Regions from separate parts of the Gossypium hirsutum genome. Here region 1 is linked to region 2. A link is a contact called in public Hi-C data. All regions are on one chromosome and are shown on one strand. Each heading gives the region's core, a stretch centred on a gene start, on an enhancer-like site or on the middle of the called end of the contact. The rest is flanking DNA. Distances are from core to core; before and after follow the strand shown. Region 1 holds the start of LOC121221173 (a long non-coding RNA gene). Region 2 holds the start of LOC107892203 (subtilisin-like protease SBT6.1).

Evidence for each region. Hi-C and Micro-C count contacts between places; a contact is called where the count stands out from the background.
Region 1: a contact with region 2 is called in a Hi-C map of leaf, with 4 times the contacts expected there. The contact joins the enhancer-like site here to the promoter of LOC107892203 in region 2. A contact is called at or near these places in 14 of 34 Hi-C or Micro-C datasets (anther, callus, cotyledon and 6 more).

Annotation. Positions count from the first base shown.
Region 1 is chrD09:11,193,663-11,201,065 of Gossypium_hirsutum_v2.1, forward strand. LOC121221173 (a long non-coding RNA gene) reads right to left here and starts at 6,687. Exons shown (of 2, transcript XR_005918669.1): 1 at 6,319-6,687; 2 at 5,113-5,751. Within about 2 kb of position 2,014, at least 7 of the 9 cell types and tissues checked have an H3K27ac peak or open chromatin away from gene starts, as enhancers often do. A contact at or near this core is called in cotyledon, fibers, leaf and 1 more, where this site is marked.
Region 2 is chrD09:11,144,242-11,150,884 of Gossypium_hirsutum_v2.1, forward strand. It overlaps LOC107892203 (subtilisin-like protease SBT6.1), which reads left to right and starts at 2,294. Exons shown (of 7, transcript XM_041100169.1): 1 at 2,294-2,514; 2 at 2,615-2,743; 3 at 2,872-3,024; 4 at 3,315-3,431; 5 at 3,836-4,020; 6 at 4,414-4,546. The coding sequence starts at 2,368. It overlaps LOC107892202 (probable protein S-acyltransferase 7), which reads right to left and starts at 1,833. Exons shown (of 5, transcript XM_016817217.2): 1 at 1,441-1,833; 2 at 1,144-1,326; 3 at 362-658; 4 at 9-242. The coding sequence starts at 1,536.

The DNA of each region.
Region 1 (7,403 bases), core at 764-3,263, 49 kb after region 2:
ATATAAAAGCATGATTTTGGGAAAACTTTTGGATTGACACTAAAAAATAATTTATTAGCATATTAATAGTTATGTGATAATAAAAAGTCATTAATAATTACATGATAATATATTAATATGAAATTAATTAACTTGGATAAAAAGAAATGAAGTGACTTAGACAAAAAAATTGTCGATAATCACAGACCAATCGTTTGAATATTAATTAATACGTAATCGGTCAAACACTACTTGAAAGGGGCTCTTCTACTAATAAACGAAATGTTCCAAATGCTCCTAGAAATTCTTGCTCCCATTGGATCATTTGTATCTATATGGAGTAGGATCCCGATTTTTGGATCTTTTGGTCTGGGAAATGAAAATAAGAGGATGAAACCATTTTTTCTAAGTCTTTTTTAAATTCGATAAATGTTGGCTGATCATATATTTTATTATAATTCTATGGTTCAGAGTATCATATCTTATTTGGTCCCTTTGAATTTCATATTTGAAATTGTGATCGGATCGATTCATTAAAAAGAATCAATACATGTCTTTTAATATTTCACATCATAAATATCATTAATTAATAAAAATTTAAATCTATAAAATTATTAATATAATTGGATAAATTAAATTAATATTTTTATAATTAAATTAATATTTTTTGTCTATAATTTGATTTTAAATGTAATAATAACTAAATTATGTTATAAAAAAATTATAATCCATAGAATTTGAATCCATAAGATTTACATTATATTAATATATTCGTAATTTAATAGTATCTATAATATAGACGTTTATTTTTTCTTAATTTACATTAAAAATGTAAAATAAGATAAATATATTTATAATTAAATTAAAGATTAATTTTTTATTGATAAATAGTAATTGAAACTAATCCAATCGGCTTGTTCCAATACAAACCCTTGAGAAACTAAGATAAAGAAATAGTCTAATTAAAAACTAATATTTTACGTTACCAATGTTTATCATATTTTTTAATTTTATAAAAACAATTAATATAACTATAATTATAATTATTTTATTAATAATATTTTTGTTATCAACATTGAGTATAAACCTAAAATTCATGTTTTTTTTTTTTACTTTTGGTGAATTCTGAATCAGGTAAAGAAGTCGAGTGCTCTCTCTTAGTGTCCCAGAGAACTAGTGATTGTTGTGGTTGGGTTGGAGTAGGGTGGTGACTTTTTTGGAAATGGGGAAGGATGAGATCTTCCTCCTAGAGGAAGAGATTATTTAGTTGATTGTAAAGAGTTCACTGGTGGTGTCGAGCGAAAGTCTGACATTAATTTACACTGTATGGAGAAGGAAATCCTATAATCTAGACAGTTTTCGTGCTCAACTCAAGAGTTTTTGGAAGACGAGAAAAAATTTTGAGATCCAAGTGGCTAGTTAGAATTTATTCTTGATTTTGTTTGAGAACGAGGATGATTTGGATATGATCTTGGAGAGTTGATCAGATCAGAAGTCAACGGGGAATTTTTTCGGTTGAGAGTTCAATTGGATGTGCAGAAACCGTTACGAAGAGGGATCTTTGTCTCAACTGGTAATCAAGAAAAACTTTGGCTTTCTTTTAAGTATGAGAATTTGCCAAATTTCTACTTTTGGTGTGGAAGAATGGGCCATGGTTTAAAGGAATGTGATAGGATTCCAACTGGTGTAAGGGATAAACTGGAAGATGAACTCTCATATTCATTGGCGCTAAAAGACAAATCAAACTTGTTGCAGAAAGAATGTTTAGAATTTGGTGCTTCTACAAAGAAGTCGATGATGGAATGCTTATATGTGGGAGATTTCGACGAGGTGGATGGGGCGGAGGGCATGTTTAGTACGGATGTTACATCCAGCCAAGTTACGGTGGCGAATTGTCAAACAGAGGTGAGAGGGGGATCTACGAAGGTTTTGGCAGATATGGAAGCTACTAATTTTGCACATAATTCTAGGGATTTTGGGGGTCATAGAATCCCACCAATTAAGGATGAGATTTGGGGCCAATAGACCATGATGGGTTTGATAGTCCAAAGGAGGGTAAGTCTCAAAAGCCCAAGCAGAGTAAATGAAAGAGAATGGGAATCGATGTTATGACAAATCCAAAGTTGAAAGCGTAATAGGGAAAAAGAGATTTGATTTGTTGGGGGACAATGAGTTTGATTTGTTAATTTTGCATAAGGAGGATAATAAAAAGGAAAGACTTGAAATTTAGGACTTCGATAGCCTCAATTCTAATGATTTGGTGATGGTTACTCCGAAGTACATTTTAGCTCTTACTAAAAAAAGATCGATGGCTGCCAAAAGGCAAACCGACCGGGTGCAATGAAAATCATATGTTGGAACGTCCATGGACTGGGGAGCCTACGGGTCCTTTGAAGTCTTCGATATGTGCTGAAGCAATATAATCCCCAGATGGTTTTCTTAATAAAGACAAAAGTTGATGATAAGCGTATGGAAAAGATAAAGAGGAGGTGTGGCTTTATGTGTGGGATTGAAGTTGAGACAGAAGGTTCCAGAGGTGGGCTTTGCTTGGCGTGGAAAGGTGATATTGTAGTCAATCTAAGAAGCTTTTTTCAGAATCATATAGATGTGTTGGTAAAGGTAGATAGTGAGGAAAAAGAATGAAGATTCACTGGGTTTTATGGATCACCCTTTGCTAGTGACAAAAATGGTTTGTAGCACTTACTTCGGAGATTTAAGAAAAATCAAAACTTTTCTTGGTTTGTGTGTGACGACTTCAATGAAATCATGTACTCTTTTGAAAAGGTTAGAGGCATGCCAAGAGAGGAGAGGAGAATGGAGTTCTTTCGAGATGTTCTTGGAGAGTGTCAGTTAATGGATTTAGGATATTCAGGGCCATAATTTACATGGGAAATGGGAAATATACCGAAGACGAACATTAGGAAGAGATTAAATAGAGGGGTTGCAAATGGCAAATGGTTGTTTCTATTTCCAAATGGTCGAATCATTCATCTTCCTCATTCCTTCTTGAACCATTGTCCATTACTTTTGAATACAAGTCATAGGAGGGCTCTATTAGGTGAATCGAGATTTTGGTTTGAAACCTGGTGCACGATAGAAGAATCGTTAAAATGGGAAATTAAAAGGATATGGGAGTCTTCCTTTGGATCGATTTTTGAAAAACTTGATAGATTGCGAAACGGTTTGAAGGTATAGGCAAAAGGTATTAAGGATAGTCGGGATGGTATGAAATGGGATCTTATAAGGAAGTTTGATAGTATGATGGAGCTGGACAGGGACGATGACATTTTGGCCAATTTCATAGATACTACAGTTCAACTTAACTTGAAGGTGGATAAAGACGAAGCTTATTGGGAATAGAGGTCTCGTGCTAACTAGTTATGTTTGAGGGACAAAAATGCAACTTTCTTTCATAAATTTGCTTCTACTCGCAGGCACATAAATACATTAATAGGTTGGAGCGTGAGGATGGCAAGGAGGTCTACAATGAATAGGAGATTAGGGGAATTACAACTAGATATTTTCAAACTTTATTCTCATCGGATGGGATTGGTGATCCTTCTCACATTTTGTTTGCAATATAAGCGAGTATTTCTTTAAAAATTAATATGATTCTAATGGCCAAATATAAAGATAATGAGGTATGAGTTGGTGAAGGATATCGGTCCAACCAATGCGCACAGAATAAATGGTTTTTTGGCCATGTTTTTCCAAAGATACTGACACGTTGTTGGGAGCGATGTTACTAAGTTCAACTTAAGTATCTTGAATGACGATATGGATTTTGAATCGACAAATATCTCTAATATTATCCTACTTCTTAAAATTATGAATCCTACCGATCTTGCGAATTTCAAGCCTCTTAGTTTATGCACAATCATTTATAAAATTGTAGCAGAAGTGTTAGCAAATCATCTTCAAGGTTTTATCAGAAATTGCATTAATAATGCCCAAAGTGCATTTGTGCCTGGGCGATTAATTTCTGACAATGTGTTTCTTGGTTATGAGATTTCGCACACTTATCGCCAAAAGCGAATGAGTAAAAAAGGCTATATGGCTTTGAAGTTGGATATGTGCAAAGCACATGATAGGGTGGAGTGGGGTTTTCTCAAGGTAGTGATGCTACAAATGGGTTTCGACAAGGGGTAGGTGGATCTTATAATGAAGTGTATATCTTCAGTTTCATACTTGGAAAATGTTAATGTGAGTAGTGGGACAGTTTTTCGACCAACGAGAGGTTTTCAACAAGGTGATCCACTTAGCCCTTTTATTTTCCTCATTTTTAGTGAAGGGCTTTCGGCATTGATGAGATTGGCTATGGGAAGGGTTTGTTGAGAGGAGCTAAGGCTAATAGGAGGGGCCCCAAATATCACATTTGTTGTTCACTGATGATTGTATTTTATTAGGTGAGGCGACTGATAAAGGTGCAACAATTTTGAAAGACATTCTAAAAGAATATGAGTATTGCTCAAGTCAATGTGTGAATTATAATAAATCCTCAGTCTTTTTTAGTACGAACACGTCGAAAAATGATAGGGCAAGAGTTTCGAGAATGTTGGGAATACGATTTTCCCTAAACCTAGAAAATCATTTAGGGCTTCCTAATATGGTAGAAAAGAGGAAGAAGGCATTGTTCCAGAATCTTAGAGATCGGGTTAAAATATGGATTGAAGGGTGGAGTACAAGATTATTATCACAGGGAGGGAAAGAAGTATTTATTAAATCTGTATTGCAGGTCATACATCATACGCTATGGCATGTTTTTTGCTACCAAAATTATTTTTTGGGGAAATTGAAAGTTTAATGGCGAGGTTTTAGTGACAGAAATGGTATAGAAGGAGGGGGATACATTAGAGTGAATGGAAGCATATGTGTCAGTTGAAAGAAGAAGGGGACATGGGTCTTCGAAGTATAGCTAATTTTAATGTTGCATTATTGGTGAAACAATGACAGAGGCTCATTCAATCCCTGAATTCGTTAATTATCATGTTCTTAAAGCTAAATATTTTCCTAATACCGTTTTCATTAATGCAGGTTTAGGTAATATGCCTTCTTATACGTGGAAAAGAATTTGGTCTGCAAAGGGAGCTCTGTGCAAAGGGCTTTGTTGGAGGGTAGGCTTGGGCACAAAAATTTCAATTAATGAGGACACTTAGGTCCTAGAGCCTAATAACTATAGATTATCTTGTTATATTCCTTGCATGTAAAATTTGATAGTGGTAGATCTTATAAATGTTGATACTAGAACATGGAAAAAGGAGTTAGTAGTTAATACCTTCCCGGAAGTGGACGCGGCTAGGATCTTTCATATTCCTTTAGCGATGGAAGTTCACGATGATCCGATTGTATGGCATGGTGAGCCCTCGGAGGAATTTTCGGCACATAGTGCCTATAAACTATTACAAAATTTTCCCTGTAATCCTAATGCTTATGCTTTACAGACCAACTACAAGAACTTCTACAAACAAATTTGGAGCCTAAACCCCCCTTCTAGAATTAAAATTACACTATGGAGGATTTCTTGGAACTTTTTACCTACTCTAGCACATATGCAAGTTAGGAAACTGGTATTTATTGTAACTTGTCCCCAATGTGGAAGAGGCACTAAGAATTTGGACCACTTATTTCGATTCGGCTGAAGTCTGGTTAGAATTGGGATTATCGTTTTTTTGTGAATAAACCAGAAATGGATTTCTTTGGGTGGCTCACCTGGGTATTTAGAGTATGCTTGAATCAGTAGAGGCGAGTAGTTTGTGTTGTACTTTAGGCCATCTAGAGTGATAGAAATGCCAGATTTCATGATCAAAAAATTTATTATTGGTTAGGATATTGCTCAATTCATTACCCATTATTGTACTAAACTAGAGGGAGTAGATAAAAGGAGAGTTAAACAAGGATTAACAGAGGTGAAATGGAGTGGTCCTTCTGGGTCAGTCAATAAAGTTAATTTCGATAGAGCGTACGACTGCTGTCGTTTTAAGTCGGCATCGAGGATAGTTGTGTAAAATGTCGAGGGACATGTATTGCTCTCTTATTCGGAGATTCACGAGGGGGTCTCTTCATGTTTTTTCTACCGAAGCCTTCGCATGTGTCCGGAAAACTCAAACGGGTTTGGAAAGGGGGTGGTCGGAGGTAATAATGGAAGGCGATGCATTAGAAATTATAAAGAAATGTCAATTCCAAGGAATAGATAAGTCACAGATTGGAGTGCATATACGAGATATTCAGATGTTAGCAGATAGAGATCAACACATCGATTTCAAATATACACCCAGATCGGCTAATGGCTTATCCCATATTTTAGCTACGAAAACTTTAAAGCGAGGCAAGATAGTTTACCATGTGCGGGGGGGAGTCCCTGCTTATGTGGAGTGGAAGATGACCATGGAAAGGGAGCAGGAACCAGACTAAGGTACTCCGATGCGACGAGGGAGAAGGGGGAGAGTGGGGAACACTGTTGATAAAAATGTTTTGTCTAACACGCTTCTTTCAGGATGGGAACCGTCAACAAAGTGAAATGACTACAAATAGTTGGGGCGGTGCCAAAAGCTTCTAATTGGGCAAATTGTTGGTGGCATTTACTCTAGATTGTTCTTTTATTGGACCTTTAATTTTGTTTGGGCCTTCGATTTTGGTTTGTTTTGTCTTTCTGTTTACACTTTTGGTTTCTTTGGTTTCGGTTTGCTTAGTTTTGGTTCTGGTCCTTTGTTTTGGTTGTTATGTTTTATTATTAATAATAAGTCCAATCTGAATTTCTTTAAAAAAAAATCAAGTTTTATGTTTCTTTTCGATAATAAATTATTAATTTAAAATAAAAAATAATTACAATTGTAATTACAATTACAACTATTTTATTGATAATTTATATATATTATCATGTAACTAAAATCTAGACCTATATTAAATTACACATACTACCATTTAATTAGTGTGTAAAAAATCATTTAATTATGGTTTTGATTAAAGCTAAAATTTTGCATTTCTTAACGAAAAAATATATTATTTTCATTATTATTCATTATTATTTGATATGCTTAATTATTTTTATTTGATGTTTGATACTTTTATTTTTATTCTACTAATACCTACTTACATAATTGTTAATGCTTCTTTAATATAATGTTTTGTCTAATAATTAATATTTATTAATACTTTTATTTGATTTTAATAATACTTACTTATACAATTAAAGTATCAAATAATATCATTTTTTTGGTAAACTATTAAAATAGTCACTTTTGTTTGTTTCAGGTTACATTTTAGTCACTTATGTTTGAAATGTTACGTTTTAACCACTTATGTTATCATGTTGTAACATTTTAGTCACTGAGCCGTTAATTGTTGTTAACAGTATAACAGTTAGCTGACGTGGCATGTTAAATCATCATTTCAAATGAAAATTTTAGGTTAAATGATTCAATTGG
Region 2 (6,643 bases), core at 1,044-3,543:
TATCTTACCTGATTTGTACTGATTAGATACAAATGGAAGGCAGTCAAACCACCAACAAACCACATTGAAATGAACGTGTAAACTATTAAAACAATGGAAGCCGGGGTTTTAATCATTGCTTTCCAAATTGTTGTGTCCTCTGATGCCATGATCCTACTAATGTAGACCCAACTGAATGCGAAAACATATATACAAAGAAGGGTTGTTGAGAAGACAAACATGAAGAAGAACCGATAATTTCGCTGCAAACAGGAAAAAAAAAGGTGAGATAAGTAGACAGTAAAAAATGAGGAAATCTGAGGACAGTGGTGAAAATTTTGCTGCCACAAACAAGTATATGCTAATCTAAGTTCCTACACACCAGTCCAATACATTGCCCCACCCAAGGACAGTGGTGATCAAATCGTTCTACACAGTTATTGCAAATCGAACAGTGTGAGCAGCGAGGAGGCCTATAAAGCATGCAAGTGTCACAATATTTGATCTTCACAGAGATCCCATTGACTTCCACTTCTTTAATCCGTGGCAACCGTAATGGTGGAGTTTGCCCAGCCCCAACATCCGCATTTCCATCAAAACTTTCTGGCTCCGGAGGGTGTGCATTACGTGGAATTATACCAGGATCTCTCCCAGATGTTAGCAGTAAAAGAACTAAATCCTGAAAAAGAAGAAACAAACACATTTATGAGCTTCAAGTTCTGTTTCAGAGAAAATTACAAAGATTCTCTGAAATGCCTGACAAAATCTGAATATGCCAGGGGGGATTTTTTTTGTTTTTGTACATGTAAGACACCATTTGAATCTTTCGAAACATGGTAGAATTGAGACAGTACAAGCATATTATACTTTATAAGCTAGAATTTGTTCGTATTCTTTTATCATTCATCTTAATGCTATTCTAAGCTGCCATGAGAATAAAAGGGGGACCATAAAAGCTATGATCATAGATAATTACAAATTGGAGTCAATATAGCTAGCCAAGAACAGAAGGGGGTGTGTAACCAATGTAAACACTGGTAATTCGAGAACATCATGAACTAACACTAAATTGGGTTTGTTTCATCTTCCTAACATTGTAACAAAAGGTTTGTTCTTTTCATAAATAGCAACTCATTGATACAAGAAAATTGAAGAAAGACTTACATAGAGAGTGAAGACAACAGCAACAACCATAATTGAAATGCCCAAATGATGAGAAAAGTCATCCATCAATTTCCTAGCAACAAATACACAGAAAATGGAGACTGGAGCTAATATAAGTAAAATAGTCAGCCCTAATGATCTTACATCTGGTCCAAATATAAACCTCCCTTGAAATAAAAATATCTGCAAAAATAAAAAAATTAAATTTAAAGCCCTTGCAAAATTCATGTCCTTTTAACTATTACTTATAATCAAAATTACTATAGAAATTTCGAAGACAAAAAAGGAAAGGCTTACATTGCTGCCTTTCCAGGATTGGTAAACCCGTAAATCACCCGGTCCGCCGCCGATGGAACTCGGATCCGATCGCTGGGTTGGCGGCGCCACATACATCTCTCCCTTTTACTCTCTCTCTCTCTCTCTCTCTCTATTTAACTCTCAGAACAATAATAATAACAATAAAAAGGACTTAAAGATGAGACTTTGAGAAGAAAGGAAGGAGGTTTTAAGTGGAAAAACGGAAAGCCATGATGAGAGTGAGTCAAGGCGAGGCGAGTTCAATGAGTAATAGCGAGTCGAGGAGTCGGCGACAAAGGTCAAGGGGATGAGCTCTTTCTTTCAAACGAAGAAGAGGAAAGGGGACCAATAGTTGGGGTTTGTTTCTTCGACCGGGAATCCTATCCGGTTCACTTGTTGAACTTTTTCACTATGTTTGGTTGGGTGTAGCCAATACACCCCTAATCCGTGGGCCCCACTTAAGCCCCTCTTAAGCAGGTGTTTGGTTCAATGTATTGCCTAATACACCCCTAATACGTTACGCCCTTAATCCTCGAAATTCTCTGTTTTCTAATCCCTGGCTTCTCCTCAGTTTACATCCGTTTTATTTTTCACGCCCTAATTTGCCCTCTGTTTCCTGGGTCTGTCTCTCTTTATCTCCTTCATTGCTTGCTTCGCCTTCGGCCAGTAGCCCCAATTTCTTGTCGAGCATGCCATAGAGAAAGGCAAGAAGAGAGCTGCTTCTGTTTTTCTTTCTTTGTTTTCTGTAACAGACCCAGAAGTTTTAACCCAGAAGCCCCAAATTCTTCTCCTTTCTTTCTTTGTTTTCTGTAACAGACCCAGAAGCTTTAGATTGACGAGGTTGTCAGAAGCTGAAGATGCAACAACTCCCTCTCAAGCTTTAACCGAAGAAGGCAGAGAGTTACCTCTTCCTCTTCTCTCTATCTGATGAGGGCATTTTCCCGCCAATGCAATCCCGCCACACCATGCTCTCTGCTCAATCTTTTGATGTTGTTTAGTGAAAAAGAGAAACATTTCCACCATTTAGGTTTAAGTAATTCCTCACTTAATTGGAGTCGCCATCTTTTGATGCAGGTAAACATTTTAATTTGATTAACTAAATTTCCCAAAGCCAAATTTATGAGAATTTAAACGAGGGAGGAAAGTTATGGAATTTCTTATTTTTATATCGCAGAGGTCTCAAGTTACTTCCTTGTTCGGAGCGGATGCTCTTTGGAGAAAAGGGTATACCGGTGCTAAAGTCAAAATGGCTATTTTCGACACTAGAATACGTGCTGATCATCCTCACTTCCGAAACATTAAGGTACATCATTAGTGGGAAAATGAAGTTAGTTGAACTTTTGTTGGTGTGAAATTATTTTCTTATTGAAAATAACTTGTTGGTCTTCAATAGGGAGTTCTGATAATCACTCTTGCGAGTAAATTTTTCAGGAACGAACTAATTGGACCAATGAGGATACTTTGAACGATAACCTTGGACATGGGACCTTTGTGGCTGGTGTTATTGCTGGTGAGGACACAGAATGTCTTGGCTTTGCACCAGATACTGAAATTTATGCTTTCCGTGTTTTTACTGATGCACAGGTAACACAAGTTGGTGTTGGATATTTTGTTTGTTTTTGTATTTTGATTGATGTTGCACCAGGCCTTTGCAAATCTCACCCTTTTTGTTGTTGGTTTCCTTTATATTTGATCCATTTGAAAATTCCTAGCATGCACTACAGAAGTTGGAAGCTCTTTTGAACTGTTCATTACTATAATTAGAAGATATATATCATACAGTATATCCATCAACCTAAGGACTTTCCCTTTAACATTTGTTATTCTATAAAATTTGGCTGGATTATGAGAATTTTGCTCTCAGCTTATTGCAGGTATCATATACATCTTGGTTCCTTGATGCTTTCAACTATGCTATTGCAATCAACATGGATGTGCTAAACTTGAGCATAGGTGGACCTGATTACTTGGATCTCCCATTTGTAGAGAAGGTATGATTCTCATGGCCTGTGGTTTATTGGTGTTCATTTGTCAAGCATCATTAATAATTTTGTTTCAAAACTGCAAAATTGTCTAAGTTTGGTTGTAGTGGCATGTGGAAATGCTTCAATCATAATGCATTCACTTGCTTCCCACAGGTTTTTTGGCCTCTCTTAAATCCCATGAACATGCTATGATCATTCAAATTCATGAGTTGACTTCCTCTTTCAATATTTTGCATTTTGAAGAAGTTTGCTTGTTTTCTTTGGACATTTATTTCCAAATATGGAAGGATTAGCCAGTGAAGTTACCCACTCTGCTGTTGAAACTTCCACATTCAGTTTTGCATGCTTATCCTTACATACAATGGAGCTGAACGTTTTTGGTTAATGCTTGCTGCTTTATGGTTCTCCAGGTTTGGGAAATAACAGCCAATAATATTATTATGGTGTCAGCCATTGGAAATGATGGGCCATTGTATGGCACTTTAAACAACCCAGCAGACCAAAGTGATGTTATTGGTGTTGGTGGAATCGATTATAGTGATCACATAGCCTCATTTTCATCACGTGGCATGAGTACTTGGGAGATTCCTCATGGGTAGTGTATTGCTCTATTCTACGATATTAACTGTTCTTCACTTTGTTCAAAACATGCTCTTCTAGCCCATAATCATTTTCATTTTAAGAAAAAAAAAGGCTAGGACGCCTCTCCTGGAAAGTTTATTTTGGTTGGGGGTGTAATGGTGACAATGAAACTTAAAATATATTTAATTTTGGAGTAGTCACTTATTAATTTAACTACTATACTATACTTTTTCTTTAAAGGTATTGAGGTCTTGTTATCGGCCCTTTCTTTTTAGTGTTGATCGTATGAAGGCTTTAAATTATTTTCAATTTCATATACTTTATGATATTCCATGTGTAACTCCCTTATTAAGCAAGCTTTATTGTCCTGATCATGAATATTAAACTTGTTTGATTATCTTTGCAGTTATGGTCGTGTCAAACCAGATGTTGTGGCATATGGGCGGGAAATTATGGGATCCAAGATCAGTACTGGTTGTAAACAATTATCAGGCACTAGTGTGGCAAGTCCTGTGGTTGCGGGTGTTGTATGCCTGCTTGTTAGTATCATTCCTGAGAACAGAAGAAAGGAGATTCCCGATCATCCAACTCAAATGATCGTTTTCTTTAGTTTACCTTCTGTTGCCCGATTGGAATGGGTCAGAAGATTTCTTTCTCACCATTAAAAATCAATGTTCAAACTTTTTGATGTTGTAAAACTATATAACATATGGATTATGATGTACAATTTCATTTTCATCTAACTTTTTCTTAATATAAGTTAATTATGTTTATGCAGAATATAATTCTCAAGTTATATATTGATTTTAGTAAATTCATATAAGAACAATTTATTATTGAGAATTTTATGAAATTATATATCACTATTAAATTATATTTAATATTAATTATTTTAAATTGTATAAATTCATATAAGAAAATTTATTATCAAGTATTTTATGAAATTTAATATTAATTATTAAATTATATGTAATAATTATTATTTTAGATTATACAAATTCATAAAATATAATTTATTAGTTATAATTATTTTAAATTATTTTAAATCATATATTATAATTAAAATATATTTAATATTAATTATTTCAAATTTTCATTTATAGTATCATATATTATGATTTGAGTAAATTCATATAAGAATATTAATTATTAAGAATTTTATTAAATTATATATTTTAATTAAAATATATTTAATAATAATTATGTTAATTTATATTTTACAGTATCATATATTATGATTTCAGTAAATTAATATAAGAATATTAATTATTAAGAATTTTATTAAATTATATATTTTAATTAAAATATATTTAATAATAATTATGTTAATTTATATTTTATAGTATCATATATTATGATTTCAGTAAATTAATATAAGAATATTAATTATTAAGAATTTCATTAAATTATATATTTTAATTAAAATATATTTAATAATAATTATGTTAATTTATATTTTACAGTATCATATATTATGATTTCAGTAAATTAATATAAGAATATTAATTATTAAGAATTTTATTAAATTATATATTTTAATTAAAATATATTTAATAATAATTATGTTTAAATATGATTAAATTATTTATTATTGATAATAAAAATCTTATTATAATTTAAATAACAATAACAATAATCATTTACCAAAACAAATTTATGCTAAGGGTATTCTAGTCATTTTAGTTTTTTCTATTATGCTATTACACCTCTATTCCATTCAACCAAACACAAGATTACTATTACGCCTCTATTCCATTACATTCAACCAAACAGTGGATTAGCTATTACACCTCTAATCCAATACACCTCTAATCCCAATACACCTCTAATCCAATACGCCTCTAATCCAATACAGCGAACCAAACGTGCCCTTTGAGTCGAATTAACGTGTACGTAGGTATTTCTTATAATTCAGGCCTAATTGCATTAGAAATCTTCAAATTACTGTTCATTTTTAAATTTAAAAAAGTTAATTAAATCCTTAAAATATTAAAATTGCATAAATCCAAATTGAAATATATCAAATTTTAAACTAGATAAATAATTGAATTTAACATGTTAATAATAAAAATCCAATTAAATTTGGACACAAAGATTGTGACTCTTTTATCAATTTTATTATTATTATTATTATTATTATTATTATTACAATCCAATGCAAATGAGCTGGATAACGCAACCTTCAGATTGGTGCAATGATGCCCAAAATTTGCACTTTATTTCTTTAGCATTTTATATATCCATTACTCCAACAAAAACTCAAATCTTTTTAATATATTTTTTTTCAAAATATTTTTAAAATCAAGATTAAACGGAAAAAATGCATAAATTTATTAACTTTTTTAAAATTAAAATTAAAATAATAGAATATATAAACTTATAAATAAATTTATTTTTATACCATGATAAAATTGAAAAGATATATAATCAAATGATTGGGTCACCACAAATTCACTTATAATTTCACCAAAGTAATAATAAAAAGATAAATGTACCTCATTTTACAATTTTAGAAAGGCACAGATGAGTTTTTTTTTCCCTAAGCGAGGCACTGCAAAATATCTTGAAACTTGGGGAACGAGGAAGCTCAAAGCTATCATGTCCATCACCATCGTCCTTTCCCTTATCAAAACCCT